Regions from separate parts of the Mus musculus genome. Here region 2 is linked to region 1. A link is a contact called in public promoter capture Hi-C data. All regions are on one chromosome and are shown on one strand. Each heading gives the region's core, a stretch centred on a gene start, on an enhancer-like site or on the middle of the called end of the contact. The rest is flanking DNA. Distances are from core to core; before and after follow the strand shown.

The links. Capture Hi-C pulls out chosen DNA fragments and counts their contacts.
Region 2: a contact with region 1 is called in a promoter capture Hi-C map of adipose tissue. The contact joins two enhancer-like sites. A contact is called at or near these places in 6 of 484 Hi-C or Micro-C datasets (Sertoli cells, embryonic fibroblasts, embryonic stem cells and 2 more), 1 of 115 datasets of contacts at active chromatin or transcription factors (embryonic stem cells) and 2 of 9 other capture datasets (adipose tissue and liver).

What each region holds. Positions count from the first base shown.
Region 1 is chr7:130,899,411-130,905,605 of GRCm38.p6, forward strand. It overlaps Plekha1 (pleckstrin homology domain containing, family A (phosphoinositide binding specific) member 1), which reads left to right. Exons shown (of 13, transcript NM_001346515.1): 7 at 1,107-1,250; 8 at 2,767-2,835; 9 at 5,460-5,524; 10 at 5,981-6,044. Among named protein-coding and RNA genes, the nearest start is that of Mir7061, 5.8 kb to the right of the region's middle. Within about 2 kb of position 3,706, at least 84 of the 459 cell types and tissues checked have an H3K27ac peak or open chromatin away from gene starts, as enhancers often do. A contact at or near this core is called in adipose tissue, where this site is marked.
Region 2 is chr7:130,974,628-130,980,822 of GRCm38.p6, forward strand. It overlaps Htra1 (HtrA serine peptidase 1), which reads left to right. Exons shown (of 9, transcript NM_019564.3): 4 at 4,674-4,868; 5 at 5,325-5,357. Among named protein-coding and RNA genes, the nearest start is that of Htra1, 42 kb to the left of the region's middle. Within about 2 kb of position 3,359, at least 123 of the 459 cell types and tissues checked have an H3K27ac peak or open chromatin away from gene starts, as enhancers often do. A contact at or near this core is called in adipose tissue, where this site is marked.

The DNA.
Region 1 (6,195 bases), core at 2,456-4,955:
AGATTCAAGAAAATGTTAAATTTCACTGAGATGGTTAATTTATTTGAAATCTATTATATTGTGTAAACCGTTAAGTGTTAAATTAGTGTTGACCTGTTTAAGTTACAGGTTGAAATTTCCTTGTGATATAACTGACAATTGAGACTTAATTGTTCTTTGGAGTTTTTTGGAGTTCTTAAAATTTTAATTGACAGGCTGGAGAGATGACTCAGCGGTTAAGAGCATTGTCTGTTCTTCTAGAGGTCCTGAGTTCAATTCCCAGCAACTACATGGTGACTCACAACCATCTGTAATGGGCATCTGATGCCCTCTTTTGGTGTGTCTGAAGATAGTGACAGTGTACCCACATACATGAAATAAATAAATAAATAAATAAATAAATAAATAAATCTTTAAAAAAAAAAGAGGCTGGTTCTGGTTCTCTTAAAAAAAATTAACTGACTGACTTGTGGAATTGTAGCTTATAGATGCTGTAAATAACCAGGAAGTCTTGGGCATGGTTATAGTCACTTAGTTTTAAATACTACAAAGATTAGATAAAGAACTTTTAGACTTGATATCAGATACATTGTCCATAAAAGGACTGACGATTGCATATCATCAGTATTTCAAATGCTTGTTTTGTAAAAGACCCTGTTCAGAGGATGAATAGAAAAGATAAATAGAAGAAAAGTTTATAAGCTACTTATCCAGCAAAGGATTGTTATCTACAGAAAGAACTCTCAAACCCAAAACTTAACAAACCAAAAGTCCTTTTAAAGTAGACAAAGACGTTTCACCAGCAGCACTTAGTCTAAGTGAGCTTTGCTAAGTTTAGGTTTATGAAGGTTTTGTTGTTGTTGTTAATTGAATACTTTGTATGTGTGCATATGGGAGGGAGGGAGGAAGAAAGGAAAGAAAGAAAGAAGAAAGCCAGCCAGCCTCGCCCCAAGAAGAAGCACAAGAGACAGGAGTTTTGCAGAACTAGAAATGGGTGCTTGTGGTTGATCAGGAACAAGGAAGTTGAGATTAAGTGTCACAGGCTTACATTTTTTCTGAGGTAACATTAATGTAAGTATTTAAACTTAGAGCAAGAAAAAACTTTTTTTTTTTTTGCTTCATTTTAGAAAGAAGAAGTAAACGAATGTGGTGAGAGTCTGGATAGAAACAATTTGAAACGGTCACAGAGCCATCTTCCTTACTTTGCTCCTAAGCCACCTTCAGACAGTGCAGTTATCAAAGCTGGGTATTGTGTGAAGCAAGGAGCGGTGGTGAGTAGCTTACCTGTAGCTGGGAAGTAGGGAAGATGCGTGTCCCAGCAAGCTTGCAACTCAGAGCTCAAGTTGTGTGCTTTATTCTCTGAAAGACCCAGAGTGGAGAGCAGGCTGTTGCTGGGAAGGGTGTAGAGGGTTTGCCCCATGATTATCACCCAGTTACTTCCTTGGTCTCTGGGCAGTTGGGCAAGTTATGCCTATATCCACCAGCACTTAGTCTAAGTGAACGTTACTAAGTTTAGGTTTATGAAGGTGGTTGTTGTTGAATTGAGTACATGTGTGCATATGGGTAAGGGAGGGAACTTGAGCATGTATGTGCTCTGAGGTCAGAAGACAGCTCTGTCAGTTCTCCACTTCCACCTTCACCTGGATTCCAAGGTTCACATTTAGGCAAGTGCCTTTACCTGCTGAGTCATCTTTGCCACCAGAAAGTCCCGGGGAAAGAAAGAGGAGACCAGAGGTTTCCCAAGACAGACCGTCTATAGGTTGAGGCAGAATCTCCCTCAGGCTGTATGGCTTAGCTGTGGGCTTTTAAGGAGGTAAACTTTATTCCTAAATCTAAAGAAAAATTTTTACAGATTTTTTTGCTTAATTTTCAAACCTATTTTATTTTTATATGTATTTTTATTTTATATGTATTATCTTCAATGTATATCTGTGTGCCATGTATATGGAGTTCTAGTGGAGGCCAAAAGGAGGTGTAAGAGACCCTGGAGCAGTTTCCCAGTAGAAATGGTTGTGTTGCCGTTAGAGTGCTAGGAGTTGAGCCTGGGTCTTCTGGGAGACCATTCTTTTTTTTTTTTTTTAATTTATTTTTTATATGTAAGTACACTGTTGCTGTCTTCAGACACTCCAGAAGAGGGAGTCAGATTTTGTTATGGATGGTTGTAAGCCACCATGTGGTTGCTGGGATTTGAACTCCGGACCTTCGGAAGGGCAGTCGGGTGCTCTTACCCACTGAGCCATCTCACCAGCCCCCTGGGAGACCATTCTTAACCACTGAGCCATCTCCCCAACACTACTTACAGATGATTTAGGGTATTTAAACACTGATAAGAATATTTGTATAAAAGGGTATTAAACATTTTCTACATGGGTTTGCTCTATTTTGTATTTATTGTTGACCTGTTAAATATGAAATATTTGAGAAAGGACTCATGCATGTTGTAGATAGAGAGACCTGACGGGTTAATGACATTTCCCATGCTGATTTTTACCTTGTGGGCTGGGCTGACAAGAAGGGAAGAGGTGAACACCTCTTTCTTTTCCACTGTTCCAGATCAAAATCGTGAAATATCAGAGTTACTCATAAACTCTGAGAATGAGCTGCCCAAGGCCAAGACCGTCCTTCAAGGCTTGGTTAGCAGGGAAAGGGGTCATTAACCATCTCCCTTCGGAATGGGGTGTTGTTTCCGAGTACTTGGCATTTTGGATTGTGGGTTCATATTGGAATGATTAAAGGGTGATGAACATTTGACATTCTTTGAAGCCTCTGTCTGTTCTTCTCTGGTAGATGAAAAACTGGAAGAGAAGATATTTTCAATTGGATGAAAACACAATAGGCTACTTCAAATCTGAACTGGTATGCAGTCGCTTCATACATATGCCTCCAGGTGCTTGGCAGGTCACACTGCAGTGCTTGTGTGATTGTATGTTTGTGTGCCATTCTGGTTTTCTAATGGCCCAGTTCTGGTTTTAAGTGCACCCGTATTTCAGTCTATTTGGTTGTAATGCATTCGGTTAGTTATGTATTTCTTAAATATGTTTTAAGTAAAACTACCTTCAAGGAAGTGTTCCATCTTGATAGATCTAAAATTCTCGACAGCCCCACATGTAACTCTCTGTCAGAGGGACATTAGAAGAGGAGGTGTAGGAAATCCTCCAAAAGCAACATTCAGCCCTCTGCATGTCTGTCAACCTCCTCTCCCCTGCTGCATGTTAACTTGCTCTTTTCCTGTTTCAGATCACCTCTTAAGTTGTTTCTCTTGAGATAGCTTTTTCTAAAGGCAGAGTCAAAGACTGAGTCTCCCTCCTTCCTTGTTTGAGTTATGCACCATTAAGATGTCAATCCCCCTCTTCTATAAAACTGTGGGGCTTTCATATGCTGCATACTCTGAATGAGGGCATCAGAACAACTTTGTCCAGATTAGCTTCCTGCCCTGGTACATATGTTCCATGCCTGTGTTGTTCTGTGTAGGCTGTGTGTGGCTTTTGGGTGCTGGTAATGTGACCAGTGTGGTAAGGAAGTGAGTTTATTTCATTTCAAAATTAAAACCAATTTCATTTAGTAATTTAAATTTACAGTTCCTCATAGGCAGTGTTCTGTATTGGGAGCATCTTAGGGGTCAGTTATTTTAGAAAGCTATAAAGGCCAGAAGCAACCTATATAGTCTGCTGTAGACTGTCAGAGCCCATGTGCAGTGAGGAAGCTGTCTTTCCCTGCCTGAAGAACCAAGGGCAGAAAGTGGGAAGTAACAGACTAGAATGGTCACATGCATACTTGTCAATAAAATGAGGCAATATATCAAGGATAATAGAAACCAAGGTTCTTGGGATAAAAGCACAGCTTCTTGCTATAACTTAACAGACATAGACATAAATATATGTTCTTGTGTGAGTGCATTTAAATATAAAATATACTGTAGCTCCGTGTCTTAAGAAAATGATCATTTCTTCCCAAAAGAACCCAGACTTCATGGAGAAATGGCAGATTCTGTGGCCGGGCAAGAGAAATAAATGCACGGTTGGCTGGAATGTCTTACATCAGAAAGCAAGAACATGCTGAGAAAATGCTAGTCACCCAGTAGTCACCTTACAAATAGTCCCCTTACCAGATCATGGGCAGCGAGAGTATCAAAACACACAATGTTTATAACGTATTACAGTGCAAATATATATCTCTGTGTGCTCAGATAGATATGAGTAGATGGGTGGTGACTGAGCTCTTGTAGCTACAGTGAAGGAATAACAAGATGCTAAACAGGAGTGGGACAGCGATCTGAAATAACCACTCAGCACAGTGGGAGGAGAGCAGCTGTACAGGAAGAAGGCTGGCAGCACCACGCCCACCGGGCAGTCAGGTTCGATGAATTCAGTGGTGGCGAGAATGTCGGAACCTTGCGGGAGAGCAGGAAACGCACAGTGCGTCAGTCCTGTGCTGCCCCTGCTAACAGGATAGTCTGCGTTCAGTCCCCAGGTCACAGGAGCCACGTCCAAGGGAGGGGGCAGCCTACAAAATACAGTAATGGCTGTCATCTGCAGGAGTCTGTTCCTCTTTCTAGAGGAGTGAGGAACTCTTCTACACTAAACAGAAAGAGACAGCGAGAACACTGTCCCTGTAGGGCTGTGTGACCCACCTGCTGACTGGTGGCAGTAACGTGAGCACTTCAGGGTAGCATGCGGATTGCAGCAGCTCAGCTCCAAGCGGCTGTTCTTAGGCTCTTTTGTAAATTCATGATTGGTTCAGTGTTCAAGAAAGACAGAAAGGTGGGGAGAACTTTCTGGTAGAAAAACAAACAGGAATTACAAGCGGCTCATTCGGAAAGATTACGCTGAGTGTGGAGTGGAGTGGCAGCGTGCATGGCTAGTGTGTGTGTGTGTGAGTGAGGCCTTGGGTTAGAGCCGCAGCACTCCTAAGCACTACAAATCACTAAAGGTCTTCAGAAGTCCGTGACGACGCTCAGTGTCACTCAAGCTTCGGGGGATACAGGTGTGAGTGCACGGATAGTACTCACCAGTCATGAGGAGGCTGCGTCTGAGTGAAAAGCTCCCATACCCACTGTCCTCAGAGAAAATAAGTGGAGAGAAGAAATAGTATTTCTTCAAATTCTGTGTAGGTGAATGATGTTAGAAAAATCACCATTTGGCAGGCAGCTATGCCAATAATGATTTCAGGTAAGAATCTTCGATACTTGTAAGACCAGTGGGAGATTTTTGTTTTAAAATCTTAAAATCAAGTACTGCATAGATAGGCTCCAAGTGTCTCAGTAGAATACTTACTGGTCCTAGTGGTCCACCATGAACAAGTCTGCTGCTTAGTGACTGTCACTGAAACCAGAAACCGAGCTTCAGACAACAGTGGGTGTGGTGGCATGAAACTAGAGCTGTCCTGCTGCTGCAAGTCTCAGAAGGTGTTGGTCTGAGAGTAGCTCCATGTAAGATGGCTCGCTTTTGACAGGAAATGTCCTGCGTGTGCTTTTTTGCTAGGAGAAGGAACCTCTGCGGGTGATACCACTTAAAGAAGTGCACAAAGTCCAGGAGTGCAAACAGAGGTAAGGAAGGACCGCCTGACGCTGGCACAGCGCTGTCCGAAGAAGCAGGCCGCCCTCCCTCAGTGATGAGCTTACAGCCTGCTGCGTTCAACCCACTGACATTTCAGAAGTAGTTCAGTAGTAGAAAGGAAAAATTATTATAAACAATTTCTGAGATTTAACAAGTTGATGTATTTTTAGTTTTCAAAGGTGCTGCAGAGCAGGTTGTTGCAAGAAGTTGCATCAGCCGTGCCATGATGAGTTGAATGAACTGTAAACCCTTGGACTCTAACGTTGCTTTATGCATCTTCTGTAAATGAGCTGTGTAAAGCATGTGAATAGTAATGCAAAGCTGGAAAAGGCTGGGTGGTTTTGTTAAATTAGCGTTTTCTTTCTAACATTGATTGTCACTGAGTAAACAGCTGAAACTGTCAAACTGACTCACCTACAACAACTGGTGATCGTTTTTCATGACAGTGACATAATGATGAGGGACAACCTGTTTGAAATCGTGACGACATCTCGGACTTTCTATGTGCAGGTAAGACACTCCTTGGGGATCATAGATTCTCTTACAAGAAGTTAATAACATTTAGAGGTGAAATAAATGTAAATAAAGCTCTTTGGTGTTAATGAATATAATTTAGCAGCATATTGAAGGCTGTCAGGTGGTGGTGGGCGTAGGATCAGAC
Region 2 (6,195 bases), core at 2,109-4,608, 75 kb after region 1:
CGAGCACGCGAAGTTGATGGAGAAGAGAGGAGGATGCGCTTGGACCTTAATGTTGTCCTTCAGCTTTTGAAGCCTGGCCACAACACATGGCTGTGACTGGTTTGGATTTGGCTTCATGTTCCCTGCACGTGAGACACACACAGAGCCTTACAGTATAATTCTGGGCTGGTATTATAGACAGTCCTGTGCCCAGTTGCCCGCAGCAAGGGGGTGGGCTCCTTTCCTCTTCCCTCTTGAGCCCCGGTGGTTCATCCGTGCTCTGCCCACCAGACAGGAAACCTGGGGAGCTGGACTGGGTATGTTGCTCCTTGAAGTCCTATGCCAGGCACTGGGAAGACAATTTGTTGAGACTGTCCCCCTCTCAGGTCCTGGGGGTAAAGCTTCTGGGCCTGCTTGGCCTGGTGGTGATAAGTTAACCAACCAGGAAGACCTTTTTAGAACCATTCTATGGACCAAGCCCTCAACTTACTTCATAATTAACAACCAGCTATGGCTGGTGTTTAGTAATTTATGAGGATACTGGAAGCCTGGACTCTATGTCCAGAGTCACTGACACTGTCCCTTGGGCTCATTCTCTACCTACTCAGGTGACGCTGTGCTTATAACTTGGGAATTATGATTTTTTTCTTCTTAAGTTGTGGTGTGTGGCATGCAGGTTCCTATGCATATGTGTGCAAGTGTGTATATGGACAACTTTTTGGCGCCTCTTCTTATCTTTTACCTTGTGGTGGCTTGAATGAAAATGGCCCCCTGTGGAGAGGGTCACTATTGGAAATGTGGCATAGGTGTGGCCTTGTTGGAAGGAGTGTGTCACAGAGGGTGGCTTCTGAGATTTCAGAAACTCAAGCCAGGCCCAGTGTCACTCTCTTCCTGCTGTCTGCTGATCCAGATGTAGAACTCTTAGCCAACTTTCCAGTACCATGTCTGCTTACCTACCACCATGCTTCCTACCATGATGATAATGGACTAAACCAGCCCCAGGTAATTTTATTTTTACATATGTATATATAAGAGTTGCCCGGGGCGTGGTGTCTTTTCACAGCAATAGAAACTTAAGACACACCTTGTTGAAGATCTCTCTTGTTTCTGCCACTGGCTTGCATGTAATTATCCAGGCTAACTGGTCTTTAAGACGATGCTGTATCTCCTGTTTCTGTCTCCCATCTTAAAGTAGGAGATAGGTGGCACTGTGTGTGGCTTTTTTCTTTTTTTAATTAGGTTTCTAAGAGTAGAACTCAGATCATCTGGCTGCCTGGAGGAGCCATCTTCCCGGCACTAGGAATTCTTCTCTTTCTCTAGTCTCTCTCATGACTTTGATGATACTATTTAGCATGAGGCAGTGCCCTGAAGATATGGTGGTTATACATCTTCCTTCTTCATAGCTTTCTCTTCTGCTGGCCTCTCAGGCTGCTGTTTCTCTTCAGCCTGGTGAGAACTCCCTGTGAGAGAGTGACCGTATCTTCCACATCCTACAGAGCTGCTGGCCCTCCTGATAGAGGCGGAGGGCTCCTTCTTGGCTTTAGGATATGGAACCTCAGAGCCATTTTTCCTGACTTCATCTCATGACTTTATTATGCTTACAAATTGCCTTTTCGCATCTCCTCAGCTTTGAGGCCAGCAGGAGTGGCGGGTGGGTCCCTTCCTTCTCCTCAGCCTTTGCAACTGTCAGGACCGTTGTTTGTCCCGTTTACTTCTTCGGGGAGCTTTGAATTGATGGATGGGGGGATGTGGGACGGGGCTGTTGGGAAAAGAGTTGGTCTCTTGGATGGACTATGGTTGGCATTGCTTCAAAGGGAGCCCCAGACAGAGCGTCTGCAGCCAGGAGCCTGGAGACGGCTTTGATGTGGGCTCACGGGGAAGCAGCCTGCGGACACAGAGCAGGGACCCTGAAGTGTGGCAGGGTGCCCGCAAGGTCAAGGCTGCAGCGTGGCTGTGCCTTCCAGCCTTGTACATATATTTCATCTCCTCTGTCCCCCCCCAAGAGTGTGACTGTCTAGACAGGGATAGAATTAAAAGCTCAATTACTGAGCAGGAATTTGGCCAGTGAAAGCTTAGCTACCGAGCAGACAGGCCTGGGTGAGGATTATGGCAGAGAATGAGCCCCATTTTGGACCTAAGTAAGGCTAGCAAGCCTGAGGCTCACGGCCAGCCAGCACCTGCAGGGAGCAAGGGCCAGAAGGGCCCCTCAAGGCAGCTTGACCTCATGGAGTTGTAAATCTGGCTTGGCAGCCACCTCCGCACCACCTCACTCTCCCATACAGGGATTTCTGCCTATAATTGGAGTCCGGCAATTAGAATTCCTGCCTTATGGGGATGGAGGCCTGTGGCTGGGAACTGGTTCTCCAGCTTAACCAGGCTTCTTATGGCTGAGAGAAGCTCTTCCATCTTGAGCCTCAGTTTCTATATCTGTAAAATGGTGGGTTTGTGTGAGTGTGAGGGTATGTTATGTCCCCAAATCATCAGATTGCTCTGAAAGCACTTTGTCATCTGGCAGTGAAGGTTTTGTTCCTTTCATATAAATGGAGAATTTCAACTGTGATATCCCTCTCCTGACCCAGCTACTATGTGTCTGCCTGTTTAGCTTTCATGTGCACAGTCACCCTTCATGATTTATAACATATATTTAAGGAGACATGCTCATCGGGACTGCCCACCTGGGCGGGTGTGACAGAGTGATCACACGGCATCCTTGTGGATTCTTATCATTGGTTGTCCCCCTTGTCCAAGCCCAATATGGACACCTTGGTGACAGTGGATGAGACCATTGTTCTTGAGCCTGGCGTGTCCTCTCAGTGTTCAATAGCATAGAGGCCTCTGTCTCCTGCCATTGTAGAGGTCTCTGCCATCTGTCCATATAGCTTTCTCCCAAACATTTGTCTCCCTTCTAGCATCCGCTGGGCCTGAGCTCAGACTTGGGACAGAAGCACTGGACAGGGTGTCTAAAGGCTGTATGAGTTAAACCTGCATCTCTGGATCTCCTCCAGAGGCTGTGGCTGGAGGGTGTTACAGCCAGATGCTGATAAAGATTCTCACATCGGATCACCTCAGACCTGATTTAATCCCCACTGTGTAGCTGGCCCCACTGTCCCATGTCTAAGCTTGACTCTTATCTGTGTAGTTCTGCTTCCTGGGATGTCCAGACTGCCCTGCTGCAGGCTGTAGCCGCCTCTCTTGCCTGTCCTTCACAGTTATCCCCGGAGCTTCAAAGACAGGACTTCCAGCCAGCCCCAGGCCCCAAAGGAATGGTACTGTCCTGGTGGGCCTCCCCCAGTGTGGACAGCACTCACCAGCAGCCAGACTCTGCCCCACCCTGCCATGATTGCTGAGGTCATTCTTGGCAGAGCTTGCTGGCAGGGATTGTTGGCATCCACCCAGGACAAACATGTCGTGCTGAGCTTGCTGCGTGCCATTGGATGTTGAGTGGGTCTGCGTAGGGAATGCCATAGACTCCGGCCTCAGGTGACCTTAAAGTGGAAGGGTCATAGCCAGTGTGGAACTGTGTCTGGCAAGGTGACATACCCCTGGCTTGTCACAGCACAGTTGCTGGAATCCTTCATTGGATTTTCAGTCATTTGAATACTAGTCAATAGCTGACCCACTGGCCAAGCAGGCTGTTTCCTGAGAGGCATTCAGGCTCCTAATTCATTGTTATCCTAAGTCATCATCCTAACAGACCAGTGAGATTAGTGGGCTGTCTTAATCCCACTGATCAGATGAGGGGCCCATGCTTGTCATGCAGAGTTTCAGTTTGGCAGCCTGGCCCCAGCCCCAGATGGCTGGGTTACCCATCTCACCATCCCACCATCCCACCACCACCCACACTGGCTTTTTTTTTTTTTTTTTTTTTTTGTAATTTATTCTTTTTCAAGGTGAATGAGTTTCCCTTAGGCAGCCAGCACTAGCCTTTTTTGGACTTTATGAGCAATGCATAGAAAATTCAGGATTTCTAGGCTATGTGGGAGGAAGAAAGCAGGCCCTGGGTCATGTTAGTGGGAGAAGGCAGCCCGTAGCCCTTTTCCCCAGCCCTTCAACCTCCATGGTCCTATCTTGTTCTGAGGAGTTATTTAGGGCTCCTGACTCTGCCCAGTATCTAGAGGGCACAGGAGATGGGATGTCCTCAGCTGAATCCTCAGCCTGCATAGTCTGGGAGCAGGTATAGTGATAGGGACTTTCCCAGTGTGCACAAGAGAGACAGTCCACCATTTGGGTCCTGGGTGCTGCCAGCCCCTCTGCTTGTCCCTGTGCCTCACACCACAGGGTGCACAAGAAAGGCAGTGTGAGTGTCTGCCTCAGGGCTCCCCACATCCCAGGCCTTAGGAAGGCTATGTGTGTGGTAAAGTAGACCCTTGATTTCTTGATTCCTCCAAGGCACATGGGCTCAGGATTTCTGTCTGGGATTTTGATCTTTAAGTCTTAAACCTAGGTTGTCTCTCCATGTTCTCTGTCCAGATGCACAGATGTAGAAACAGTCTATCACCTTTTCCCATTTTCCTTGGTACAATTGTCTTCTGTTCCATTGACTCGATAATGACCTGTGGTGTGTGGATTATATGGTAGGGGCTTGTCCCTCAGGAGAGGGGTGTCCACCCCAAGCTCAGCTCCTAGGGACCGGGACTGTCCTTTGTATTTGTATTATTCAGCTTGCTAAGCCACAGCTCCGTTTGTGCTTACAGGGAAAGCTGCCAGTCCTGCTGCTCGGCCGCTCCTCAGAGCTGAGACCTGGAGAATTTGTAGTTGCCATTGGAAGCCCCTTTTCTCTTCAAAACACAGTCACCACTGGGATCGTCAGCACCACCCAGCGAGGCGGCAAAGAGCTGGGACTTCGGAACTCCGATATGGACTACATTCAGACAGACGCTATCATCAATGTGAGCCCTCTGCCCCCTCTACCTGCTGGGCTGGGGACAAGTTTCGAGCAGAGGAAGCTGGGCTTCTTCTTATTCGCAAACCTTCTTGTAGTCTGCATGATTTCCCAGAACATCTATGATGTTCTGGTGTTAGGAGAAATGTCCCACTTGGGGCTGTACAGAGTTGAACTATGGGGTTCTGAAGTGAGTGGGTAGCCAGTCTCATCCGAGGAGGAGGTAAAAGTGGGTTTAGCTACTCACAGTGGTCTCAGAACTAAATCATCTCACTGTGGCGCATCCCGAGCTTTGTGAAAATGGTCCAGATCCATTTTCTCAGTTAAATATTAGGTGATCAGAGACAAAGCCTGGGGAAGGCCCCTGCCAGCTGCTTCTACAATGCTTTGAAATCTGGGCAGAGACGATGATTGGGCGGTGGTGTGATACAGAGCCAACCTTTCCCTTTCTGTTCCGTTTCAGTATGGAAATTCCGGAGGCCCGTTAGTAAACCTGGTAAGGCTTTCCAGTATCTGTGCTGGGTTTGTTTCGTCTGTGGGCATGTCTTTGCTTTCTCTTTGCATGTGAGCTTGTCAGAACAAGCAGTCAGCTTTATAGTCAGCTATGTGAATGCCCTGTTCCTTTGCACCTTACCCCACCAGCCCTTTCTGGAAGCAGTAAGGTTAGAGGACTCTTCTTGTGTTTCAAGCCACAGGTGGATGCCATGGAGTTCAAGCCCAGTCTAGGCAGAAAGGGGACTGAAAGTCCCCACAGTACTGCCAGCTGCAGAAAGGTACCTTCAGCCTTGAGGGTTGCTGAGCGGAGATGAGCTGGCCTGGCTCGGATCCATGCCAGAACTCTCCCTGAATGCCTGTGGGTATGACGGGGAACCACCTGTTTGCTCACAGATGTCTCACTTAACCTAGACTTCAGCACTTCAGTATAAGGTTGAAGGCTTCAGGTCACAGAATGCCAGCGCTTGGGGGTTGTTTGAGAGAGTATCAAGTAGAGGCCACCCAATGGTACCGTCCTGCTGGATCCCTTGGTGTCAGGAATGGACATGTACAAAGCACACCAGGAACAATGTATACTGAAAGTTCTCAGAGTCCTTTTGTCAGCACAGCATCAGGTCACCAGAAACTTCTTAGGGAAGGGACACAGCTTTACTTGTCCCTGCCATACCTTGGGGAAGCTGTTAGGAGTGAGGCCTGTGGCTCAAGCCAGCATCTAGAGTCATTGGAAACAGGAGAGGAAGGAAGGATGGATAGTTACCTTAGCAACTCAGACATCCCTTCCCATGAAAAGAGAAAATATTGTGGAGTTTGAAATCATCCATCTATGCAATAAGGCAACC